3 separate regions of the Sus scrofa genome follow, and all the other regions are linked to region 2. Evidence: chromatin contacts called from public Hi-C and HiChIP or PLAC-seq data. All regions are on one chromosome and are shown on one strand. Each heading gives the region's core, a stretch centred on a gene start, on an enhancer-like site or on the middle of the called end of the contact. The rest is flanking DNA. Distances are from core to core; before and after follow the strand shown. Region 1 holds the start of C6H19orf68. Region 2 holds the start of GRWD1 (glutamate-rich WD repeat-containing protein 1). Region 3 holds the start of LOC102165847 (zinc finger protein 664-like).

Region 1 (4,299 bases), core at 100-2,599, 190 kb after region 2:
ATGAACCTCCACCCCATCTCTGGCTTCCTCCCACCGCGTGTTTTATTCTTGGGACAACTGGAACCTTTCATCCTGATCCTAACTCCAACGCCGGTCCCCTTCTCCACGGGTGTGACCCCCACCCCCACCCCCGTACAATTAAGGTCCCTCTCCCAAAATAGGCGTCCTTAAACTCAGTCGCGGACGCCTCCTCAAATGTGTTCTCAGCTTCCAGGTAGGATCTCCTCGCCTTCCAGATATGCCTCCCACATTTGGCGGCAGCCTCTAGTGCCTCCATTTCCATAGAAATACCCTCCCCCGCCCCATGTGCCTACACTTGGGCTGTAAGCCACATCCAGCTTGTCCCCCCTCTAAAAATGTTCCATCTCCAGATGTGCTCTGCCCATTCAGTTATGGGTTCCTTGTCCCCAGTCATACTCTTTTTCTTTTCTTTTGTTTTTTAATGGCCGCACTGGTGGCATATGGAGGTTCCCAGGCTAGGGGTCCAATCCGAGCTGTAGCCACCGGCCTACGCCACAGCAACACGGGATCCAAGCCTCTTCTGCGACTTACACCACAGCTCACAGCAACGCGGGATCCTTAATCCGTTGAGCAAGGCAGGGATCGAACCCACGGCCTCATGGTTCCTAGTCGGGTTCGTTAACCGCTGAGCCACAACAAGAACTCTGCTAGTCGTATTCTTCATGCATCTGTGGCTCCCTCCTCCCCAGATGTGTCTCAGATTCTAGGCAGCTATTGCCCCTCTCCTGGATGGGACCCCTATGGGTTGCCATATCCAGCTGTGGAGGTGCCCCCGTATCCAGACGTCCTCCCCACATCTAGTATGGACCCTCTGCCTACAGGTGTGTGCCCCATTCACTTGTGGCCAATTCTCAGAAGTGTCACCAATATTCATCTGTGGTCTCTTCCTGCCCAGATATACCGCCCAGTCCAGTTGTGGCCCCCTCCTCTCATCTACAGTTCCCGTCCTCCCCAAATATGGGTCCTCATCCTAGACATGGTCCGTCGTCCTTAGATGGGCTTTATCACCCCAGATGCTCCCCCACGTCCAGCTTCGCCTCCCCCCCTTGGGCAGCCCCTCCCAGCTGGCTCCTGTCTCCCCAATCCCTCCCAGCCCCGCCCGCCTCGGCACCTCCCATCCAGGCTGTCCCACCCAGCTGTGCCTCTCCCCTCCCCCAGATGTGCACCCTTCCCGCCCCTCCCCAATCACCTACCCGCCCCGGAGCGGCGTCCACCTCCCACAATGCCCCGCGCCGAGGCCCGGCCCGGCCCTTGCTCCCGGGATGCCCCGCGCGGCCTCCCGCCTCTCTTCCCGCCGTGCCTCGCGAAGCAGCTTCCACCGAAGCTCCCTTTTCTTGGCGGTCACTCCTTGGACCCGCAGCCGCACCCACTCATTCAGTACAAGAGGAGGCTCGGGGCCGTTTCCCAGCGTGCTCTGCGGGAGGGCTCGCCCCACTTCACCCCCTTTCTTGCGGTCTCGCGGCCAAGAAACTACAACTCCCAGGACCCTCTGCGCGACGGCGGCGCGGCCGTCCTCCGGGCTCCGCCCCTCAGCTCGGCCCCGCCCCCGGCCGTAGAAGTCTGCGCGCGAACTCCGTGGCGCGAATTTGGTACTGCAGTGTAGCGCCCTGCGGTTCCGGGTGTGACGCTCTGGCCAGCGGTGTCTGGCCCGGAGAGAGGCAAGTGGAGTCGTCCGTGCGGGGCTTCAGGGCTGGGGAATGGCGCGCGTGTAGTAAACTCAGAGTTCATGCCTTCGCAGCGTCGGTCAGCTGCAGAGGAGCGGACGTGGGGAGACGCTGAGGCGGCCAGGAGCGCGCTGTGGAGGGGAGAGAGCGGGCAATGGGCCGCTCGAGGGGGCGGGGCAGCATCTGTCGGAGGCTCAGGGGCAGGTAGAATGTAGGTGAGGCCTGGAGCCCCTGGACTGAACTGGCTCTGAGGAGAGGCCTGGAGGGGCGGGACCACATGGAAGGGCGTGTCTATAGAGGGATGGGGGCGGGGAAAGGCTGTTGGTGGGCGGGGTCATCTGGAAGTTGGACTTGCGGGGCGGGGCCGGGGGAGGCGGGCCCACCTGGAAGGGGTGGGGCTAGGGAAAAGTTTAATGAAAATGTTGGAAGAGGAGTTTCCGTCGCGGAAACGAATCCGGCTAGGAACCATGGAGTTGCGGGTTCGATCCCTGGCGTCGCAGACGCGGCTCGGTGGCTCGGCTGTAGCATAGGCCGGCAGCGTCAGTTAGATCCCTAGCATATGGGAACCTCCATATGCCGTGGGGGCGGCCCTAAAAAAAAAAAAAGCAAACAAAAAAAGGACGGGGCCAGCTTTAAAGGCTGAACCCAGGTAGATGGGTGGGGTCAGGGGGAAGTCAATGGTAAGACTGAGGCAAAGGCCTAATGGGCTAAGGCCTTATGAAAGGTCAGGAACTTTCTGGAGGGCCCTGCAAGGAGGCGGCCAAGGCGTGGGAGGGAGTGGGGCTCAGGGGAGAGTAGCTGAAAGGTCTGAACTTATCATTGCCCAATGGCTTATCATTGCCTGAGGGCCCGAGAGGCCTGAGGAGGGAAGAGAGAAGTCTTGGAGAGCTTCAAGGGTAACGGGTTGGGCACTTGGCAGGGAGGGGCATTTGGAAAGGGGAGCTGGCTTGGAAGGGGGAGGGGAGACAGCAGAAAATGGGATTATGGCCGTCACTCCTTGGCCACCATTTCAGCCCATTTGAACCTCTGACTTATTAGGCAGCCTGAGAAGAAGGCACGAGGGAAAGGCAGGAAGGATGTGTTGAGTTGAGTAAGACCGTAAGAGTTTAATTTTAGGATCCTTAGGCCTGCAGATCTCCCCCTCCATCCCCAGGGCTAATGACCCTGGGAGAGGGATAGGGATGTTTTTTGTTTCTTTGTTTGTTTGTTTTGTTTTGTCTTTTTGCCTTTTTAGGGCCACACCCGTGCGGCACATGGAGGTTCCCAGTTTAGGAGTCTAATCGGAGCTGTTGCTGCTCGCCTACATCACAGCCACAGCAATGCCAGATCCTTAACCCAATGAGCAAGGCCAGGGATCAAACCCACAACCTCATAGTTCCTAGTCGGACTCGTTTCTGCTGCGCCACAATGGGAACTCCGGGGTAGGGATGTTTTAAATGCGAATCCAGATAGTTCTCAGAACTGGAACCCTCTGTTTCTGGTGTCTGTCATTGACTGGTTGTGTGGCCCTGACCAGGGCACTGTCCCTCTCCTGTCTCTGCTTCCTGAGTTGTCTTTTAGGGGACGCAAAGCTGTTTTAACCTCGGCACAAAGGAGAGTAGCATATTCAGGAGAAAGGTATAAAATATTTCACGGGAGTTCCCATCTTGGCTCAGCAGAAATGAATCCGACTAGTATTCATGAGAAGTGGGTTCAATCCCTGGCCTTGCTTAGTGGGTTAAGGATTGGGTGTTGCTGTGGCTGTGGCATAGGCCAGCAGTTTTAGCTCCAATTTGACCCCTAGCCTGGGATCCTCCATATGCCATGGGTGCAGCCCTAGAAACACACACACACAAATAAAATATTTCAGTCTAGTGCATTCTCCAGTGGAATGGCATTCAGTAATTAAATGCATCATATGACAGTTTGTTTATCCATTCACCCTTGAAGGACCATTATAAATACGCAGGGGGTACATTCCTTCAAGGCTTTAGAAAGAGAAGAAAAAGGATTAGCTCACACACAGGTGGTTGGTCTGGGTCAGCACCTGGGAAGATCTTTGAAGGGCTCCTGGGCCTCATAGGAAGAGAGGCCTTTCTCCCTGTCTTCAGAGTGGACATTCTTTCTTCTTCTTCTTCTTATTTTGTTTTTTTAGGGCTGCACTTGCAGCATATGGAAGTTCCCAGGCCAGGAGCCCACAGCCACGTCGGATCCTTAACCCACTGAGCGAAGCCAGGGATTGAACCTGCATCCTCATGGATGCCAGTCAGATTTGTTTCCACTGAGCCACGATGAGAACTCCCCAGAGTGGACACTTTTTCCTTGTGGGAAATGCGGGGTCGTCTTTAGTGGTGGAGGCCGATGTATGTGGTGGACAGGTCCGGAGGAGGCTGACCTGGTTAGCATAGAGTTCCAGCCCACTTGTGTAGACGCTGCAGCCATTCCCCACACCTCAGCATGTGAAGCTTTATCCTAGTTAGAGGGGTAGGTGTCTGGATCTCTGCGCAGTCAGAATCCTCGCTGAGTATTTGGATGTCTGTTTCAGGAACAGCCGACTGAGAAGAGGAGGCTGAGAGGGGAGAGAGAATTCTGACGCCATCATGCAGCGAAGTATCATGTAAGGACCCGCCACCGT
Region 2 (4,075 bases), core at 1,026-3,525:
ACTCCTTTATTCCCTGTGGGTCTCTGTTCACATGGTCTCTTATCAGTCAAATGACACCTTATCGGTGACTGCTTCCTTGACCAAACTTTTAGTTTGGGGTGGGGGGCAGGGTTTGAGCAGCAGCTTGATGTGGGACCTCAGTTCCCAGACTAGGAATTGAACCTGGGCTGCAGCAGTGAAAGCACCAGGTCCTAACCAGGAAGCTCCCTTGACTATTTAAAATAGCAGCCCCACAGCGGAAGATCCTAACTCCCTTATTTTCCTCCACAACACTCAGCACCTGGGGACACACGTGAATACACTTAGTTTCTTCTTGTTCTCTTCCCACTGGCATGTGTCAAGGAGCCAGCGACCTTTTGCTCCCTGTTAAAACCCCAGGCTCTAGAACAGCACCTGAAGCTCAGTAATACTTTAATGGAAATGTTTAGCAAGGACTATGGGCCAAGCACTGCGCATGCAACACTTTACTGCTCATGTCAACCCCGTCAGAAGGGGCTGTTAATTCTGAAGCACAAAAGTAACCGCATAGGCCAGAACAGTCCCTAAGCAATAACAGAAAACAAACATCTCATATGATAGCACTGTTTTTAGATACCTAAAGTAACTCTATTTCAGTTCTTTTGTTTGTTTTTTGCTTTTTTTTTAGGACCAGGCTTGCTGCATATGGAAGTTCCCAGGCTATGGGTGGAATCAGAGCTGCAGCTGCCGGCCTACACCACACCCACTGCAACTGGGGATCCAAGCCGTGTCTGCGACCTACATCACAACTCATGGCAACCCGGATCCTTAACCCACTGAGTGAGGCCGGGGGTCGAACCCACAGCCTCAGGGATGCTAGTTGGGTTACCGATGAGTCACAGCAGGAACTTGGGAGTTTCAATGCTTGAAGTAACACAAAGTGATCCCATTTTACCCTCATATCAGTCACACCAGGTAAGTTTTCTAACTCTCACCATTTTACAGAAAAGGAAAGAACACTAAAGATATCCCCACAGCATCTAGCACGATGACAACTACCATGACAGTTAAGATGTGATAAACTCATATACGAAATTGTGTCAAGTGTTTTCTAAAAGCTGAAGGGCGTGGATGGGGGGCGGGGACGCTCTGTGCTCCAGAGAATGGAGGGCAGGCTTCGGGGGCTGTATTTACCCGAACTCTGTTGATGCCACCATAGTGCGGCACCATAGCCAACTCTAGCTGAGGCTTTCGCTCTTCTTCATCCTCTTCATCCTCCTCCTCCTCTTCATCACTGCCCTCTGATGGCGGGGGCTTTGTCCCATGCAAATTGTGCATTCGAAGCATCATCAATCTGGCGGAAGTGTGGGATGAAATGAGGCCCTGGATACCAGGATCCTTGGGAAGAAGGGAGTGGGGAGGCTGGAAACCCCCCTATTTCTAGGTGCGGGGGCCGCGGGGGGGGCCGCGGGGGGGGGAGCCGCGGGGGCGGGGGGCTGAAGGCTCAGACTCCTGGTCGAAGTAAAGGCCCAGTTCTCACCTGTTGCTTTGGGCGCTCTCTGCCTGGGTTCCAGCACACAGGTAAAGTGTAAGAGGAAGCTCAGTCCGGTTGTCTCCCAGGTGATCCCGGACTATGTCGAAGCTGAGGCAGGGGGCGCCTGGGGATGGAAGGAGCGGTTGGAAAATTAGGATGGGACATAAGTATCTCAGGCCCTAATAGCCAGAGGTATCTCTTGAGTGTGGTGTCAATTCTCTTAGACCCCAGTTTCCTCTTTCAGAGCGCCTCTTAAGTTAAAGGCTCAGGACCGGCTCCCCTCGGGAACCCCAGTTTCCCCTTTCAGAGCGCCTCTTAAATTAAAGGCTCAGGACCAGCTCCCCTCAGGACCCAGATTTCCAGTCCCTCCTTGCTCTGGCCCCGGGAAGTCCGAATGCCCCAGCCCTACCAGTCTGTGCTCGGTGGTACAGCACGTAGGCCTCCTCGTCCATGACCAGCTCCTCTCCCTCACGCAGTGGCGGTCCCCGGCCCGGTAGGTAGACCTGGGGAGGGCCCTCGGACCCTGCATCGTGGGACTCAGCCTCCATGGGCTCCCCAGTTTCACACGTGCGCCGCCGCCCCTTGCGCGCTGCCATCTTCCAACCCGTTCGCAGCCGGCGCGAGGTAAGAGCGTCACTTCCGGGTTGCGTTGCCTTCTTATGAGATCCGCCCTGCTGCGTGGTTACCTTGGAAACCCCCGGGTTCGCTGATTAGAGAGGGCGATGGGACCGGGTGAAGGAGAACTGACATAATCGTGTCCTGGTCCAGCTAGCGAGGCCTGCGGATCTGGAGAATTACCCCCTCCCGGTGACTTTGCGGAGTTCCTCCGCAGAGCCGCGGCAAGGCCTCCTGGGAGTTGTAGTTCTACGGGAGGCCTGTTTTTTCCTCATCAGCTAGAGGAGGTCCAAGCCCAGACACCATCTTCCACTTTTGACTCCCAAGGCATTCTTTCCACTTAATTAATTATTCGTGTATGCAAATAATCCTAGCTAGGAGACTAGGTTTCTGCTCCCTTAGGACCAATAAAGCCGGTTTCTTCTCCCCTCCTTATTCTTCCCCCGCTTCTTGTTATGAAGGCTTTAATTCATTTCCAAATGCTTAAGTAGAGTGAGGATGAGTTGCCTCATCAGGCGTTCACGTTGCAGCTGTGGTCAGCAAGCACTTAATCAGAAAGCCCACCCTCTGGAGGCAGCTATTACAAGTGTTTCGGCTCTTTTTATTGCCCATTAGCACCAGAGGTTTGGCTAATTGGCATAATGAAATGTTAGAACTAGGTTCTCATTGGTGAGCTTCACAACATTGAAGATTTGTGGATTGGCTGGGATATAATAGGCACTCTCCTCACTTGCCTGAACAGGATATTAAGAACCTAGCAAACCTCATTGCCTGTTGCCATAGGAATGGTACCCTCTAGGATGTTTTGAATCCCAGATCTTTCTTGAGTTCTCTGTCCCCCTTCTCTTAACGCCTCCACCCCTTCTTAGCTCGTCTCTTCTCATGGCTTCTTTCTGGGTCTTCACCTCCCGCCTCCCTCTGGGGTCTCTGTTCTTGCTCAAATTCTCTTTCTGCACCCTCTTCCTCTGAGGGACTTTTCTCAGTTTCTGTTTCCTCCGGAGAAGTTTGAGGGGACTGAGACAGGCATGGATCTCACACTTGGCTTGAGGAGGCATAAAAACATGGTTTATTCCAAACACTGCAATGTGGGACAGGAGAGTGGCCAGGGAGGTTGGTAGTGAGTGTGAACTCCCAGATCCCTCCCTTCCACAACCCATTTCCAGACCCGGCTGGAGATCTGGGAAGAGGAGGCTTTTGGGGGGCTGCTGGGTGATTACTGAAGGGGCACAAATAAAGGTTGGACTTGGAGAGTATATGGTTGGTGGCACCTGGGCCTGGTAGTGAGGTGCGAAAGGGTGGGAGGTTTTGGCCTGATGGAGGTTGGGATCAACGCTGGGGCAGGGGAGGCGGGGCTTCCGTTGGGGGTGTGTCCTAGGGCAAAAGAGGGAAAAGCTACCGAGGTTGGTTGGAAAAGGGTGGGGTGGGGAGGGTGTCACGGTTAGACGTCGAGGGGCACAGTCTGGTCGGGGCACAGTCTGGGGGTGGAGTCACAGTTTGGGGTCAGGGGTCACAGTCTGGGGTCGGATGACCATTTTTAGGGGTCGGAAGTCACAGTCTGGGGTCAGGGGTTTCTGTGTGGCGGGGCCAAGGTCTGGGGTCACAGTTTGGCGAACGCGTCTCACAGTTTTGAGTCCCGATGGATGAAAGGTTAAAAACGGGCTTCCCCGGAGGCGTGGCTGGGGCCGGGGAGCTGCACAGTGATGTGAGGGCCACGGCCCCGGGCGCAGGGGTGAGGCGCGGACGTGGCGTGACCCCTGCCACCTCCTGCCCCATCTGGTGACGTTAAAAAGCCCTTGTCGGGTTTAAAAAAAAGTTCAGTGGCATCCGAGATCCCATCCCCTTGCTCCTAGGCTGGGTGAGCTTTGTGGGGCCAAATCCCCTCTGGCTCTCGGCGCCCCTGTAGCGAGGGGCTCAGGACGCTGCTCCAGGCGGGGTCCGGCCAGGTCCATTTGTTCTTTCCCAACCCAC
Region 3 (4,295 bases), core at 96-2,595, 160 kb after region 2:
ATTCTGGGCCCAGTGCCTCTGGCTCTTCCGAATGCGCATGCGTAATGCCTGTCTGGTACCGTGGCTGGTTTTTATCAGGTTGACCCGGCGAGTTTTCCCTCCCTATGGAAATTTGGAGCATCACCAAATTCACCTCAAACGCCAACCCACAGCGTCCGCCTCTCAAAAAGAAATGGAAAGGGCTGATATATAATGACAAGCAATTACCGATATGCTTAGCATGTGCTAGATAGTATAAGCATGTGATTTTTAGTTCTTAAAACGGTCTGAGTTACTATTATCCCTATTTTCCACATGGAGAAAGCGAGGCTCAATGAGAAAGAGCCTCAAGTGCATGACCACGTATTGGGAGCCTGCTGTGTATGACTCCATCCCGGCGCTCTTTCTGCTAAAACGAAAGCTCTTGAAAGTGCAGGGGTGGACGGTTCCCGTGGTGGCACAGCGGGTTAAGGATCTGGCTTGGGTCCTTGCTGTGGCGTGGGTTAGATCCCTGGCCCTGGAACTTCGCATACCCCGGGCTTGGCAAAAAATAAAAAAGTGTGGGGGTGGAGGTTGAGGGAGGACCTACCCTCTTCTCTGCTGTGTGCCCTCGGATAAGTCACTGAACCCCTCTGATTTAATTTTCCCAGCTGGAAAAAACGGACACAATCCTTATCTCCTGGGGTGTATAGGGGTGATCCTATAGGTGACCCACCCAGCAGACCCACCTAGCACAGTGTAGTTCAGGGATAGTTAAATATCAGCATGGAGGCAGGCATGGGATTTTGATGGGTAAAGAAAGCCAGATGGAAAGCTATAAAGAGAGTTCTGGACCAAATGCGTAGAGATTTACTGCTACCCATCACCGGCCAGTTGTTGCTACAAAGAACACAGTGTTGCCAGAGAGTCTGAGATGGCCTGGCTTCAGCAGAGTGGATTTCAAACCATTTTGCAACTCCAGGCTTCTTTCCAGGTGCAGTGAGTCCAAGTGGGAACAGACTGGGACGAAAAAGCAGGACCCTGTGTATCCCAGCTCTGGCTTTAACATCAGTAATAACTTTGATGATGACAGGCCGTCTTCGGAAAACATCCCATGTGTTATCGCAGTCAATCCTCAAACTTATGTGATAGATATTCCCATTTTACAGATAAGAAAACTGAGGCACTGGGAGTTTAATAATGCAGCAAATAACAGTGAATCTGCTAAAACATCCCAAGTCCTCCTCTACCAGACCCTCATTTGTTTTCTAATGTAACCCTTGTGCTCCATCCTTTCTTTAATTTTTAATTTTATTTTTTAAATTTATTTTTTAAAAATTTTATTATTGTTGATTTACAATGTTCTGTCAATTTCTGCTGTACAGCAAAGTGATGTGGCTACACATATACATACATTCGTTTTCTCACATTCTCCTCCATCATGTTCCATCACAAGTGACTGGATACAGTTTTCCCAGGGCGATGCAGCGGGATCTCATTGCCTCTCCACTCCAAATGCAATAGCTTGCATCTACCAACCCCAAACTCCCAGTCCATCCCCCCTCTCCTCTCCCCCTCCCCCTTGGCAACCACAAGTCTACTACCTATGTCCATGGCTTTGTGTGTGTGTGTGTGTGTGTGTGTGTGTACATAGGTTCATTTGTGCCATAGATTCCAGATACCCATCTTCTTTTATCACCTCAATTCCTGATATCAGTTCCTCTCCTATCCCCCTCAACTTCCCTGTGACTCTGTTTATCTAAAACTCCCAATCTCCCATGTCATATCTCTGCTCTCAAATTCTGAATCTCTTCCATTCATTTCATCAACAGTTTATGGAATATCCCCTCTGTGCCGGGTGCTCTTCTGGGCTCTGGAATTTTTCGTGGTAAGCAGCACAAGGCCGCCCCCTAGTGGGGACGATGGACAATTTTAAAGATAAATGATGAACAAGTAATTTAGATCCGGTTTTTGAAAGAAAGAATAAGGGGGGATGGGATAGCGACTGGTGGTGGGAAGGGGATAGTGGTTACTTTAAATAGGGATGTCAAGGGCATCTATTCCTGGGAGGTGACATTTAAGTCTGAAACACAAACAGTTGGATGGGCATTCCAGGCAGAGGGAATAGCAGGGGCAAAAACTAGATCAAACTGGTCCTATGTGCGGGGGGTGGGGGTGGGGGATGGGGCGGAACGGGGAGAAGCCTGCTGTGGGTGAAACAGGAGGGCAAGTGATAAGAGATATGGCCGGGGAGTTCCCGTCGTGGCGTACTGGTTAACGAATCCGACTAGGAACCATGAGGTTGCGGGTTCGGTCCCTGCCCTTGCTCAGTGGGTTAAAAATCCGGCGTTGCCGTGAGCTGTGGTGTAGGTTGCAGACGCGGCTCGGATCCCGCGTTGCTGTGGCTCTGGTGTAGGCCGGTGGCTACAGCTCCGATTCAACCCCTAGCCAGGGAACCTCCATATGCCGTGGGAGCGGCCCAAGAAATAGCAACAACAACAAAAGAGACAAAAAGACCAAAAAAAAAAAAAAAAAAAGAGAGATATGGCCGGACAGTTAGGAAACGGGAAACTCCATATTTGCTGTAACATCCCAGTTCATCCTGTATATTAGTGCTGGCCAACAAACATTTCCCAGATTATGGAAATAGTCTAGATCTCCACTGTCCAATACAGCAGAGCCACTGAGGATTTGAAATGGGGTGTGACTGAGGAACTGAATTTTTCATTATATTCCATTTAATTACTTTAGCCACATATGACAACCTCCTACTGATTTGGATAACTTCCCACTACACCTCAAAAGATCCAGCTCTTGGAGTTCCCGTCGTGGCGTAGTGGTTAACGAATCTGAGTAGGAACCATGAGGTTGCGGGTTCGGTCCCTGCCCTTGCTCAGTGGGTTAACGATCCGGCGTTGCCGTGAGCTGTGGTGTAGGTTGCAGACGCGGCTCAGATCCCGCGTTGCTGTGGCTCTGGCGTAGGCCGGTGGCTACAGCTCCGATTCAACCCCTAGCCAGGGAACCTCCATATGCCGCGGGAGCGGCCCAAGAAATAGCAACAACAACAACAACAACAAAAAGACAAAAAAGACAAAAAAAAAAAAAAAAAAAAAAGATCCAGCTCTTCCTTAAAACTCCCACTCTCCCCAAACACCCCAATGCTCCCTACAAGCCTCCACTCGCCCCTATAAGAATCCTCTACCTACTACACAATGCACAAACAACCCAATTCTCTTTCTTTGTACATATGAATTCACCCAAACACTCCCACTCCCTCAGAACACCCAATGCCTAGAATCTCCCCAACTCTCCCTATTTCACCCTGATTCTTCTATCACACTCTCCATTCCTCCAAGAGCACCTCAGTGCCTCGGCTGTTACTCTGTTTCCTCCCGCGGTATCCCTTAAACATCTCACCCCGCCCCCTTCCGTTGCAGAGTTACCATGGCAACGCCCATCTAGGATTTCTCTCCAACCCTCCTGCAGCTATTCCGCGCACCTAGCGGGGCCCAGCACCATAGAAACTGGAGTGGTCCCCTCCTCCCCCCTCACGCGAGATGGCTGTTCTGGGACCTAGACCCTTCAGATCCGAGAGAGCCGGGAGAGATGAGGGGCCCCCACAGTGCTCAGCGAGCAAAGGGTCCTCCCCATTTTTCAGCCCGGATCCAACTGAGCACCCTGCAGCAGGCAGACGCTCAGATGGAAACGCCAGGCAGCGGATTCTACTGCGCAGGTGCTCACAGTTAGCGGACCTCGCAGGAGGCGCTCAGACTGCTGGGAGTTGTAGTTTCCTGGCTGAGACACATGTGGCCAATGGGTGGGCCGGATAGAAACCAGGTTACTGAAGCTGAGAATCGCTGGGCAGGCTCGACTGTCACTGTAGCAACGTGGAAACCTGATGAACCTTACTAGCCTGTTTGCCATGTTTATTCATCTTTCTTGCTCAGTACTTATTTTGCACCAGATGCTCTTCTAGGCACTGGAATTACAGTGGGAAACAAAATAGAGCTTAAAATTTGCTGTTATGAGACTGCATTATAACAATGATGATCGCAGATCACTAGAGAAAACGGTGTAATAGGTAATTGAGATGCTTTAGGAGAGGTAGAGATGCAGATAATGTGAGAGCACTGGTACGCACACGAATTCCTCTATCCTCACAGAACCCTATGAGGTGCTATTACTATCCCCAAACTGACAAACATAGATTAAGCAACAAAAGGACATAAAAGTAGTGGAGCTGGGATGTGAAACAAGACCACTTGGCTTCATTCTCTGTGAGTTTAACTGCAATGCTCAACTGGTAGAGATTTGTGGCATAATTTCAAGCAGTGATA

What was found. A called contact is a pair of places that touch in the nucleus more often than the background predicts. HiChIP or PLAC-seq counts read pairs in DNA pulled down with a chosen protein or histone mark.
Region 1: a contact with region 2 is called in an H3K27ac HiChIP or PLAC-seq map of alveolar macrophages. The contact joins the promoter of C6H19orf68 here to the promoter of GRWD1 in region 2. A contact is called at or near these places in 1 of 47 Hi-C or Micro-C datasets (embryonic fibroblasts) and 1 of 2 datasets of contacts at active chromatin or transcription factors (alveolar macrophages).
Region 3: a contact with region 2 is called in a Hi-C map of embryonic fibroblasts, with 2.2 times the contacts expected there. The contact joins the promoter of LOC102165847 here to the promoter of GRWD1 in region 2. A contact is called at or near these places in 3 of 47 Hi-C or Micro-C datasets (embryonic fibroblasts, epiblast stem cells and heart right ventricle).

The regions. Positions count from the first base shown.
Region 1 is chr6:53,657,272-53,661,570 of Sscrofa11.1, reverse strand. C6H19orf68 reads right to left here and starts at 1,349. Exons shown (of 4, transcript XM_005664646.3): 1 at 1,215-1,349. It overlaps LIG1 (DNA ligase 1), which reads left to right and starts at 1,551. Exons shown (of 28, transcript XM_021094649.1): 1 at 1,551-1,679; 2 at 4,210-4,281. The coding sequence starts at 4,265.
Region 2 is chr6:53,847,873-53,851,947 of Sscrofa11.1, reverse strand. GRWD1 (glutamate-rich WD repeat-containing protein 1) reads right to left here and starts at 2,275. Exons shown (of 7, transcript XM_003127271.4): 1 at 1,902-2,275; 2 at 1,499-1,616; 3 at 1,153-1,312. The coding sequence starts at 2,088. GRIN2D (glutamate receptor ionotropic, NMDA 2D) reads right to left here. Exons shown (of 13, transcript XM_021094673.1): 13 at 2,413-4,075.
Region 3 is chr6:53,681,825-53,686,119 of Sscrofa11.1, reverse strand. It overlaps LOC102165847 (zinc finger protein 664-like), which reads right to left and starts at 1,345. Exons shown (of 5, transcript XM_005664651.3): 1 at 1-1,345. LOC110261015 (a long non-coding RNA gene) reads left to right here. Exons shown (of 3, transcript XR_002344717.1): 3 at 1,791-2,119.